Linked DNA regions of Mus musculus: regions 1, 3 and 4 are each linked to region 2. Evidence: chromatin contacts called from public promoter capture Hi-C data. All regions are on one chromosome and are shown on one strand. The core of a region is the stretch at or near the end of the contact, and the rest is flanking DNA. Distances in the headings are between cores, read along the strand shown. Region 1 holds the start of Snx16 (sorting nexin 16). Region 2 holds the start of Zbtb10 (zinc finger and BTB domain containing 10). Region 3 holds the start of Impa1 (inositol (myo)-1(or 4)-monophosphatase 1). Region 4 holds the start of Zfand1 (zinc finger, AN1-type domain 1).

Region 1 (2,888 bases), core at 386-2,885, 1.2 Mb before region 2:
TTATGCCTTTGCTCAGCCACACCTCCATTTTAATTCTTTGGAAAGAGGCACCTGTTGGACACAAGTTGGATCAAATATGCTACTTGAAAAAAAAATCCAGCTTAATAAAAATGTATCTAAACCGGGATATAAACCTAGCCACAAGAGAAGCCAAATGTACAGAAGATAGAGCAATTCCTTAGGAGGGGAAATAATATATCTTTCCATTTCAAATGCTTCTTTTATCCTGTAGTTTTTACATCTTCTCGCTCACCCCACTATCACCTCAGGCTGATAAAAGCTATGCATCTTGTCTAACGATACCTTGGGTGAGCTCAAATGCCCTCTTATTATACATACATAAAAGTACACAACACAAAAGTCAGAAAAATAATCTTATTCTGTAAGCTGTGTAAACAGTTCATTTCTATTGTGGACCACTGCATAGAGTGTAAACTAAAAGTCTATAAGTAGGAACCGGCCAGTATATATATAGATTATATTGTATATATAGATTATGTTGTAGCCCTTATCTGACAACACACAGAATGTTCTTCTTTGATTACTAAAAATGTCTAGTTATCTCCTGAAAGTAAAATCTAGCCATTTATCAATACCAGAAAATATGCGATATATACATATGTATATATGTATATGTTTGTATATATGTATATCCTGTTATGTTCCACTCAATAATCTGAAAAAAAATTACTCAAACAGTTCCAACAACCTTTACAAGATCTTCATCTTTCTTCAAACTATGCTACCTGTACACTCTTATTTCTTGAGCGCTTTTCTTTCCTTGGCCCCTGGAGCCCTATTAAGAAAACTATTCCAAGGTTCATTTTTCTTTGCCTTACTTTTTTCTTCCCTTTATTCAATTATATTAATTCAAGGACAAAAAGGGCAATTTCATCCTGAAAATATCTTTATGTTTTCAACGAATTCTGTTTATCTCATACTTATTTCTCCAATAAAAGCTACACCTATGTCAGAAATCACATTATCATTTTGGAATCACCACTCTCAATTTTCCCCTTCTAGGTATCGCTCCAAAGCCCTAGAAATCATTGAATGATCTTTAAATAAGACAACTCGATTGTACTGACAAATGGTTCTGTAAACTTTGATATATAATATTAAATAATAGTGTTGCTGAAACACTAAAGGTTTTCAAATTAGCAAATCTAAGCAGCCTAATACTGTTTTCACTTGGGCTAAATTCAGAAATTCAGGCATTCAGGAATCTTTACCATAGTCCTAAATTACAGGGACAAATACACAATAAAATAGTGTTCTATCTGCCTACTCTTCAAATCAGTTGTCAATCCATCAAAGAAATGCTAATTATGGAAAATGACTAACCTTCTAGACCTCCCCCCCCAACCAGTGATAACTACAAGTCCCATGATGCAAAGCTCTAGCCCGAACTTATGCTAGCCAAAGTGCCTTCTGGGAATTGAAGTCTTCTCTTCATCTACTTGGCAAACTAGATATTGTAGCCCCATTTCTCAGAAACTCCCTAGTAATAAAGCCTGTGGAAAAAAAACTGTCGATTCCCTGTGATAAAATTAGATTTGTTCGGGCCACTGCAGAGACAGGGACCAGCAATCCCAGTGTGGGCCTCCGGGGGCGGTGCCGTGCTGTGACGTCACTTCCTGGAGCGGCATACCTCCCCCTCCCACTCGAGGCCGTCCCTTCCCTCGGTTCGCGGGAACCTGGCTGGGTGGCTGTGCCCAGGCACCGAGCGGCTGCTCCGGGGCGGAGGGTCACGTGAGGAGTCCGAGTGCCCGGGCAGGACGCGACCCGCCGCAGTCCAACAGGAGCCGCCTTCCTTCCCCTGACGGCGTGGGGTCGCGGAGCGCGCCGAGGTAGGACGCGGGGACACCTGCCGCCTGGACGGCGGGCGGGCGCGCGGGAGGCTGCGGGGCGCGGGGGAGCCTGGACCCCGCCGCACCCCTGGGCGCGCCTGGCCCGGGAGGACTGCAGGTGCGGGAGCCCGGCCTGAGGGCTCGCGGCCCGCGCGGACCGCGTCGCCCTGCCAGCTTCCCCGGGCCTGCGTTCCGCCACCGTGCTGTCACCCTCCTCCCCAGGTAGCGCGGGAGCATCCTCCTGGGTACGAGGTCAGGCGCCCCCGAAGAAGGCGACACGCCCTCCCTCCGCCGCTCGGCGCTCCCGCGGGTGGAAGTCCCCGGGCGCACCCCGAGGCCGCCCTTGGCAGCCCGGGGCCTCAGGTGGCAGATGTCAGAGGCCAGCGCCGGAGCTACGAGAATCCTGCGCGGTTCTTCTGGGGAGGTGCGGGGTGGGGGTCAGGATTCACCCAAGGGGTGAGTCCGTAGCTCAAGTTTCTTGAATGTTCCACAATAAGGAAGGTTGCACTGGCCGCGTGAGGTTAGACACCCTGTTTAAACTTCCTACATCCAGAGGGGACAGCTTGCTAAGAGGACAGTAAATAAAGTTGGGCTGGTAGACCCCCTGTTGCTGTGTATAAATAGACCTGTCATTTCTCCTGGTCGCTACTTAACATTTCTGAGTTTATTACTTAACGTCGTAATGGTAAGTCATTACTTCTTTATTCTACAAAATTATTCAGACATACAATATAACCATCTTTTGGACCTTAGGTTATTGAGAATGAATAATCTAGAATCAAAAAGCAAAACTTTTAATGATTTAATTTGATTGACTGTAAACCTGATACCTTCCCCCCCCCTTTTTTTTCGTTAACTTTACCAAGTTTGCATTTGAAATATATTTGATGCTAAGTTTAAAAAAAAATGTTACTTTCAAGACAGTTGTTGCTGGCTTGGTAGTACAGGTGTGTATCCCAGCACCTATGGAGGCTGCAAGATCAAAAGTTCAAACCTACCTAGGCTACTTACTTAGCAAGTTCACAGGCAACAACCTTG
Region 2 (2,896 bases), core at 290-2,789:
AAAGCAAAGGCAGGATCTACGGTACCTGGGCGTTGGCTTCGTGGAGTTTGTGTTCGGTGGAGACGTGGTGCCTTAGGAGCAGGGTTTTCTTGTAGTTGCGGGTCCCTCGCGAAAGCTCATCATGCCCCACCTGGGTAAGGTCCACGCCGCCCCCATCCTCGGGGATCTTTTGGCACCATCCGCAGAACATAAGGCCGGTATCCTTGGAGTACCGCAGCCAAGGGAAGTCCTTGAGCCAAGAGGTCTGGAAGGAGCACTGGAGCTTCTGCAAGAGGGACTTGGGCCTCGCGAGCGGGAAGTGCTGGACAGTCTCTCCTTCGCCAGCTCCCACACCGCTGCCCTCCGCTTCGTCCCCACCATCGCCGCCCGACCGCCTGCTGCTGCTGCAGCTGCCGCCTTCCGCCCCACTGCCATCGCCCGGGCTCGCCCCCTCCTCCTCGGTGCTGTAGCTCAGGGACGCCCCGTCCTGCATCCACTCCTTCCCCTCCAGCGCGTCCAGCTCCGGATCCACGGCCGCCGGCCCTCGCCCATTGAAATGCCTGAGGGGCCACGCCGAGGTCTCCGGGCGGCCGCGGCTGCTGCCATTGTTGCCGAGACCCCCGCCGCCTCCCCCGCGGAAGGCCAGAGTCCGACGGTTCCTTTCCGCTAGCAGGGGGCCCCCCGCGCCGCCGCCCAGCAAGGAGGGGCCGCCCGTGTCCTGAGGGAGCAGCAGCAACTCCTTGACGTCCTCGGCGGCGGCCGCGCCGGCGGCGGCCTCCGAGTCCTGGGGCTCCAGGCCCTCCAATTCCATTTCCTCGTCGGCCCCGCGCCCATTCGGCTGCTGCGGCGCGGGCGGCGCGGGCAGTCGCGGTTGCGGCTGCGGAGGCCAAGAAGAGGCCTCCCCGCCAGCGTTATTGTTCGTGGGGCCGCCGCCGCCGGTGACCAACCCGCCTCCTCGGAACGCCAGCGTCCTGCGGTTCATCTCACTGAACGACATGGCGCGCGCCGCGGTCACCGCCGCCGCCGCCGCCGCCCGGTGCCTCGGCTCGCGCCCGGGCTCCGGCCGCGTCCCGCGCGCTCGCCGCGGCTCCCCCAACGCTTCGCCCCCGCCCCCGCCCCCGGCGCTGCGCTGCGCCGCTCTGCGCTGCGCTCCCGCCGGCCCGGCCTCACCCTCCCGCCGGCTCGCGCTCGCTCCCGGGCCGCCGCACGCGTCTACTGCCGCCGCCGTCCCAGCCGCGTCCTCTCCACCCGCGCCCCGCCGCGCTCCGGGCAGCGTCCCGCGCGGAGCGGTGGGCGGGCAGCGGAGCGGCGAGCCGGGCGCGTGCGGCCTTCGAAGTTGAGGAGGAGTGCGGTTGCCCCTCCGCTGCCCCGCTTCAGCGCTGCGCGCACACACCGGCCCGCCAACAGATCTCCGTCCTCGGGGGGAGTCGTGTCGCCGCCGCCGGCTGCCGAGGCGCGGACGCGAGAGGCGCGCTAAGCCGCCAGGCTCCGCCACATAGCGAGCCGACAATAAAGCCGGCGGAGCGTTTCCGTCCGACCAGGCCCTGGCGGAGGTCGAATGGCAAATGAACAACGGACCGTGCGCCCACAATGCACCGGGGTAGCAGTAACCGCTGGAGGGGGAGAGGGTGGGGGCCGGCCGGGGGAGGGGGCGGGCTGGGCCGGGCTGGGCTGGGCCGGGGGCGCCCGGGGACCGGGAAAGGGGCCGGCCGCTCGGGCCCGCGGGCGGGGGTGCGGCCACGGGAAGGAAGCGGGCGGGGCACGGGCTGGGGTCTCGGGGCGGGGCCGGCTCGGCCAGGACAAACAGCTGGCGGGTGTCAGGGGCCGGCTCGCCGCGGCGCGCCCGTGCGCACGGTCCCCGGCTCTCGCCACGACTTCACCTGGGACTCCAGGAGTAAGTGCGGTGGGAGCGCGCCCGGCCCTGTCATCTGCCGGGGGAGGGGTGGGTGGCCGTGCCCGAGGAAGTGAACTTATTTTGTTCCTGCACAAAAGACTGGACCAGGCGGTGCCTCCCTCGCGAGGACACCTCCTTGGGCTCCTTGTGTACGCCGGGCAGCACCTCTGGCCCCGGGCGACGATCGTTTCGCAGAAAATGCACCGCCCCGAGTGTCTTATTGCTGTGATGAAATGGAAATTTAAATAAAAGGTCGAACACGTGCGTTCAGTGGGAAGTATTGACATGGGTGTTACATCACCAGCAGCCAATCAGATATCTCCAGTCGTGTTTATACTTCTACAACCACCTTGTGAGTATTACAGTATGTCATAGCGTTATAAATATTAGGCAGGGTTTTCCCCATGAACGGGGAGGAGTCAGCTGCTGCGGGCGCCGCGTGCGGCCGCGAAGGGAGTGCAGCTCCGAAGACAGGGTGTGTAGATGAGAATTAATTTTTAGGATTTTGAGAAAAGCTCTTGGCATCGCGTATGGAATTTAGAGTGATTACATCGGTCTAAGCTGGAAATGAACCTCCCTAAGTTATATTAGTTTACTTTTTTGTTTTTGTTTTTCAGAAAGAGGCCTTGCCAATTAAGAACCCTTAAACTCACCCTCCCCATTAACTATGCTCTATTTGGAAAACATTAGCACGTTTACACTCATTAATTCACAAAGTGAGGTCGATTTATCTGTTATTTATTGGGAGCGATTTTTGAAACAGGGTCAAGGCCAGCCTAGTCTACATTTTAGGTCAGCCAGGGATACACACAAAGATCCTGCCTCAGTATCTCGAGTTCTGGTATTACAGGTGTGAACCACCATGTTGCACAAGCTTAATTTAAAAATTCGTATGTTTGAGCCTATTTCAGGCTTTCTTTCCTGTTTTTTTTCCCCCTGCCTTTCTTAATTTTTTGTTTTGTTTTGTTTTGTTTTTGTTTTTCGAGTCAGGGTTTCTCTGTGTAGCCCTGGCTGTCTTGGAAC
Region 3 (2,835 bases), core at 57-2,556, 1.1 Mb before region 2:
GCTTTGCAATGTCAGGGGAGGCTCTTTCACTCATACAGCATGCATTTGATAAGATTTTTATTTTCAAACAACTGATAATAGAGGACCCCAAAACCAAGCTCTTGAAGGTCTTTTGTGGAAGAGCAAAAAACCATGAGTATGTGATAGACACCCACATCAGTGTCTTAAGGCAGCAGGCTTCAGAAGAGTAGACTCATTTTGTCTTTGTGGGTTTATCAATCCGATTTGCTGTCCCTGCCACTCATCTCTGAGACATGTTACATGTTGTTGATAATTTCTTGTTTTGATTCCTGAGAACCAATCACTTCACAAGTAATTATGCCAGGGCATTGTGGTCATCTTGTGGGTAGGTCATCTGGATAGAGTTCCACTTAAAAGTAACATACTTACCATGGTACTGTTCCACGTGAGGAAACATTTTAAGAACCATAAACTAGCCTTTGTTGGTCATCCAGAGCAAGTGGTTGAGCCATGAAGATTCTCTGCGGATTTTGGAGTCAGGGTGCTATGCTCTTGTTGTGTGAGTTTGGGACAAATCCCCTGACTTCTCCAAGCTTTGTTTTCCTCATCTGTATTGTGCAGGGACTCTTCATGAAACCGTTCTAACACTTATGTTTAAGCACGTAAGAGCACAAGTGCTGTCTGGTGTGGTGGCAGGTGCCTGTAGCCCGAAAGTGGAGGCAGGATGCTCAAAGACTTCAGAAGCCAACCTATGCTACATAATGGAACACTGCTAAAAATCGACGCCTTTGAAAGCGGCTCAAAGACAGGGTGCTTGTATAGTATTTACAAAGCCTATGGTCCTTAGTATTGAGGGCTGCAGGTGCGGAGAGCAACTGCCTGCCGCCGTCAAGTCCACAACAAACAACCTGTATCTAAGTGAATTATGGAGAAGAGAGTTGGTGCAAAAAATAAAAATAAAAATCTCCTTTAGGCTTACAGGTTTAACAAATGAGAGTGCCCAATGACAGTCACAACTCCAATTTAGCTGTAGCCGAAGAGCAGAATGGGAAATGGGAAAATATAAACTAATAAAGAAATTTAACTAATATAATTTATATATAATTTAATATATAATATATAATATATTATATATATTTAATTTCACTAATATATAACATATATGATATAAACTAATAAAAAAATAAACTAATAAAGACAAAAGTGGAGATTTGAAAACGGGATTCTTAGAGAAGAAAGGGTATGCAGGAGAATGCCAGAACACGGTAACTTCAACCGGACCAGCCCTTACAAAGGCAAATTCGGCCCGGCTTACACCTCCAGTCTGAGCGAAGACGTGAAGGCGGGGTTTTAATGGGGCGGGACTTCCTGTCGGAGCAATCCCCGTTACCTCCGGAAGAGCCGAAGAACCGAGCCCTCGGACGCCGGCGGTTGAGCATCGATCGCGGTGCGCTCGCGCGAGGTGAGTCGGTTCTGTCCCTGGCTTCCGTGCAGCGTTATTCGGTGGCCGAGGCGGGGGGTTGTGCGGGCTGCAGACAAGCTCTCCCCATGCTGGGCCGGGGCGCCTGCCGGGCCCTCCTCCCGGCGGTGCTCTCCGTAGCGCTCCGGAAACAGCCGAGCGGGTTCGCCAGGCGGTCCTCGATCTCTGAGGTTCTGTGTCGCAGAATGAGCCCGGCTCTGCCCAAGCCCTCAGGGCTCTACACGGCAAGTTCCCTGGCTCACGAATTTACAGGATTAGGGGTGAACAAGACCAGGTCCGGTGATGTCCTGCGTCGGGAGCGGGGCCTGTATAGGATAGAAACAATTTTAAGTCTGTATGATTTTGTTCCCAAAGTGAGGGTGATAGAATATGACCCCCGTGAAAACAAGTCTTGAAGCAAAGGTCTTTGAAATAAAAGGGTTTATTGAGCCATTAATATATATCAGCTAGGAAATGGACCAAGACTTGGGGCACATTTTGTAAACTACCAGCAACAAAGCTAAAAAAGTGCCTCTGATGAGCTAACGCTATAATTGAATTTCAAGGCACAGGCTTTTAAAGTCTCTATTCTTGCCCCCCACCATGCTCCACAAAGCCAGAACAAACCCCAGAGAACTGTTACCTAATTAACTTCCCTTGTGTCTTCCCTCTTCTGGACCTCTACATTTTAGGGCACCTCAGAAATTTTTATTTATCAGCCTCCTTTCCTCAAGGAATATTAGAACTGATTAAGAAGATGTAGCATGCATTATAAATGACCAAATGTTGCATAGCAACAGCAGTTTTTCTGCAACTGTCTATTGCTTGATATCTGTTGGGTTGAAGATTCGATGGATGGCTTTTGAAACAGTCCTGGGGAGTCAGGAGGTGTTCTGTTCATGTTGTCACAAGGTAAAGTGTGAGTGGCTTGAGGAAGCAAGTGGTGAGGAGGCAAGCCCAGCCCAAGAATGTCCAGTTGTGACAGAATAGAAGAGAGCAGTAAGAACAAGTGTGACCAAGTTTGGAAAGCATTCTTGAAGAGCTGTAAGGAGTTTATTCTATAACTCAAAGCGCCTTTTATATGCTTGCTTGGACGCTTGGATCACAGGAAAAGGCGCTTAGGCGTGAGGGCAAATGTCTGTAATCCCACCAGCATTCTGAAGACTAAGCGAGGATGCTCAAAGCTTGAAGCCCACCTTATATCAATAAGAAGGAAGGTGAAGCCGTAGCCAGCAGCATCTGGTTGTGTCTGTCTGCTCTGTGTCCCTGCGCTTCTCCGTGTACCTGACGCTCTTACAGGGGAAGCACAGGGTGTGACTTGTCCTGGGAAGCAGGCAGAGCGGCCACCTTTCCTGGGCATGAGCACTTCCATGCTTCCCTGGGCTAGGGGCCCACGTTAGTGTTAGTGCGGTCAA
Region 4 (2,700 bases), core at 16-2,515, 1.1 Mb before region 2:
TTAGCTCTCTGAAAAAACTGTTTGCTGCCCAAGCCTGTGGTGTCTGTTCGAATATCCAGAATGCACTGAAAAAGTATGGTGTGTGGCAATTGTATTCACTTTACTCTTCAGGAGAGCATTTGAGTACCCTTAAGTCACATGGGAGACTATTCAGGTCTGCAGCTGATTGTCACTCATCCACTCTGATTGTGTCCAGTGTCTTGTCAGTAGAAAGACATCCCTTCCTACCCCACCTACAAGGCAAGGCCTCCCCTTAGTTCTAATGAAGAGGCTCGTCAGACATCAAACAGCTCCCTTCATCCTATGACCTAGGAGCTTGCCTCTGCAGTGTGCTCTCCTAACCGAGGAGCGATGTACACTTTAGTTGCATGTATTTTTTTTTTTCCTTACTAGAATTTTAACAAATAATTAAAAGAAGCCTTTAAATTAAAAACAAAAGCCTAATGCTTTCATGGTGAGGGCATTTACTTCAAACTAAAACATCAAGACAATATAGTAATCAGTGTCCCGGTACCTCTCTTGATTGCTATAACATTTTTTTTTTTTGCTAGCATTCTTTTTTTTTTAATTAGGTATTTTCTTCAATTACATTTCCAATGCTATCCCAAAAGTCCCCCATGCCCTCCCCCCACTCTCCTACCCACCCACTCCCACTTCTTGGCCCTGGCGTTCCCCTGTACTGGGGCATATAAAGTTTGCAAGACCAAGGGGCCTCTCTTCCCAATGATGACCGACTAGGCCATCTTCTGCTACATATACATGAGCTCTGGGGGTACTGGTTAGTTCATATTGTTGTTCTACCTATAGGGTTGCAGACTCCTTTAGCTCCTTCTTGCCAGGTCTTTGTTGGCTCCTGGGAATACAGTTACTTAAGAAATCAAGAAATCTTCGTGAGGGAGTTCTCAATTTTGGAGACTCAATGTAGAGAACAGCGAGTGCAGTTTCCAAAAGAGGAGCTAGGTTTTTCTCAAATTTGAGCCCGAGAACCTCAGCTACAAGAATTGAGTTCTACTAAGTCTCTTCTCTTTCTGGAGAGTGCTGGAACCTCCAGGAAGCGCGCAAGTGTCTTCAAGGCCCCGCCTCTCCTGTGGGCCCCGCCCCGCATGCTCGCCTCGCCCCATCGCGGAGTCCCGCCCCACCCCACCGGGGGTCCCGCCCCCGAAAGCCCCGCCTTGCCCCACTACAGGCCCCACCCACCTCACAGGACGCCCCGCCCTCGGTCCTGCCCGCTCCGGACTGACGTTCCCAGCGCTGCCCCGCCCCCTGCCCTTGCGGCGGTGGAAAGATGGCGGAGTTGGACATTGGGCAGCACTGCCAGGTGCAGCACTGCCGGCAGCGAGGTGACGCTGGAAGCCCCATTTTCATCCGCGGGAGACCTGGGCCGGGTTCTGACGGCCGGGGCGGTGGCGGCGGGTGAGGGAGGACGCGGGGCGTGAGCGACCTTCCAGGGTGATACTGGTGGTGTCTTTGTTACTGTTCCTCGGTGTAGGGGCGAACTTTGTGGCTCCCTTGGTTTGCACGCAGATCCCGAATGCACACCTTGCAGACTCCTCGGGGTATCCAGATGGCCTTGCTCAAGAAGCCCTGGTCGGCGAAGCGACTTAGATCAGGACTCCAGTTCCCCTCGGTCCTTACCATTGCCACCGTGGAGCATCCACTTTCCCAGGCTTTTTCTTGATTGATTTTTTATTTTTTTGTCTGACAAATGCGTTGAAGAGCATCAGTTTTCAGCAGTGTGTTCGCAGGTTTTTAGACGTCTTGGTGTTTCTAATATTAACTTAAGCTATTAGTTGCAGATCAGTAAACCACATTTTAGGAAGGTTTAATAAATACTATGGTAATGGTAGACCTTGTCATAAACATAGGCCCTGGTGGTATGCGTCAAAGTTCAGGGTGTTTAGACTCCTATAGCCGGCAAGTCCTTAAAGCGTCAGGCTCACAGTCTGTTAGATCGCACTCCAAATGTGAGCAGAGGGTTTCCTCATGCTGCAGCTTCTGTTAGTTCCTAACAAGGTCTTGAATGCAGCTCTTGGGTTTGGCCTGGATTCCTGCAGTAGGTGATGCCTGCACTAAGCAAAGGCAAGACAGGACGTGTTGTTGTATATGTCCTTTACCATTCACTCAGCAGATCAATTTTGTTTTTGTTTTTTGGTTTTTTTTCCCCATGTAGTCCTTTCCTAGGGAAGCTTGGCTATTTGAATTTGACTGTTAAGTTATATACATCTTGTCAGGTTGATTTACTAGTATGTCTAAATATATCTACCATCTGTGATATAGCTCATCCTTTCCAGTTTCACATATCTGTAGTGTTATTAAGATGAGGCCTATCTCTTGGACTAGCAGAAAGGGGGTGCAGTTAAGTAGGGATATGTGATGCTAAGAAATTATTTTAATCATAACTCTTCCTCCTGGGCTACCTTGAATGGCATATAATACTTGCTTGAACCCTCTAAGTCTCAAAATAGCAAACACAACCAATTTTTCCCATTGAAAGTGACATAATGGGCCAGTGACAAAGTCTGTAATCCAAACCTCGGCGTGTGTCTCAGACAGGAGCATGGCTGTAGGCAGGACCCTCATTCAGAGGCACTAGCCAGGAGTAAGACAGACCCTGCCTCAAAATCACAGTGGGAAGAGAGAACTGATTCCCGAAAAGTTATCCTCCACCCTCCATTTGTGTCAAACAAGAAAACACAACAC

The links. Promoter capture Hi-C pulls out the DNA fragments that hold promoters and counts their contacts. Capture Hi-C pulls out chosen DNA fragments and counts their contacts.
Region 1: a promoter capture Hi-C map of liver shows a contact between it and region 2, with 2.9 times the contacts expected there. The contact joins the promoter of Snx16 here to the promoter of Zbtb10 in region 2. A contact is called at or near these places in 5 of 39 promoter capture datasets (hippocampal neurons, liver, neutrophils and 1 more), 1 of 484 Hi-C or Micro-C datasets (muscle stem cells) and 2 of 9 other capture datasets (adipose tissue and liver).
Region 3: a contact with region 2 is called in a promoter capture Hi-C map of liver, with 2.7 times the contacts expected there. The contact joins the promoter of Impa1 here to the promoter of Zbtb10 in region 2. A contact is called at or near these places in 12 of 39 promoter capture datasets (the 3T3-L1 cell line, the HPC-7 cell line, HPC-7-derived erythroid cells and 7 more), 3 of 484 Hi-C or Micro-C datasets (CD4 T cells, pre-B cells and regulatory T cells), 3 of 115 datasets of contacts at active chromatin or transcription factors (astrocytes, large pre-B cells and microglia) and 3 of 9 other capture datasets (adipose tissue, liver and macrophages).
Region 4: a contact with region 2 is called in a promoter capture Hi-C map of liver, with 4 times the contacts expected there. The contact joins the promoter of Zfand1 here to the promoter of Zbtb10 in region 2. A contact is called at or near these places in 3 of 39 promoter capture datasets (hippocampal neurons and liver), 3 of 484 Hi-C or Micro-C datasets (CD4 T cells, regulatory T cells and uterus), 1 of 115 datasets of contacts at active chromatin or transcription factors (microglia) and 3 of 9 other capture datasets (adipose tissue, liver and macrophages).

The regions. Positions count from the first base shown.
Region 1 is chr3:10,438,877-10,441,764 of GRCm38.p6, reverse strand. It overlaps Snx16 (sorting nexin 16), which reads left to right and starts at 1,635. Exons shown (of 8, transcript NM_029068.4): 1 at 1,635-1,850.
Region 2 is chr3:9,249,210-9,252,105 of GRCm38.p6, reverse strand. Zbtb10 (zinc finger and BTB domain containing 10) reads right to left here and starts at 1,539. Exons shown (of 6, transcript NM_177660.3): 1 at 26-1,539. The coding sequence starts at 976.
Region 3 is chr3:10,329,910-10,332,744 of GRCm38.p6, reverse strand. It overlaps Impa1 (inositol (myo)-1(or 4)-monophosphatase 1), which reads left to right and starts at 1,306. Exons shown (of 9, transcript NM_018864.6): 1 at 1,306-1,423. Slc10a5 (solute carrier family 10 (sodium/bile acid cotransporter family), member 5) reads left to right here. Exons shown (of 1, transcript NM_001010834.2): 1 at 1-1,011.
Region 4 is chr3:10,349,882-10,352,581 of GRCm38.p6, reverse strand. It overlaps Zfand1 (zinc finger, AN1-type domain 1), which reads left to right and starts at 1,265. Exons shown (of 8, transcript NM_025512.3): 1 at 1,265-1,340. The coding sequence starts at 1,286.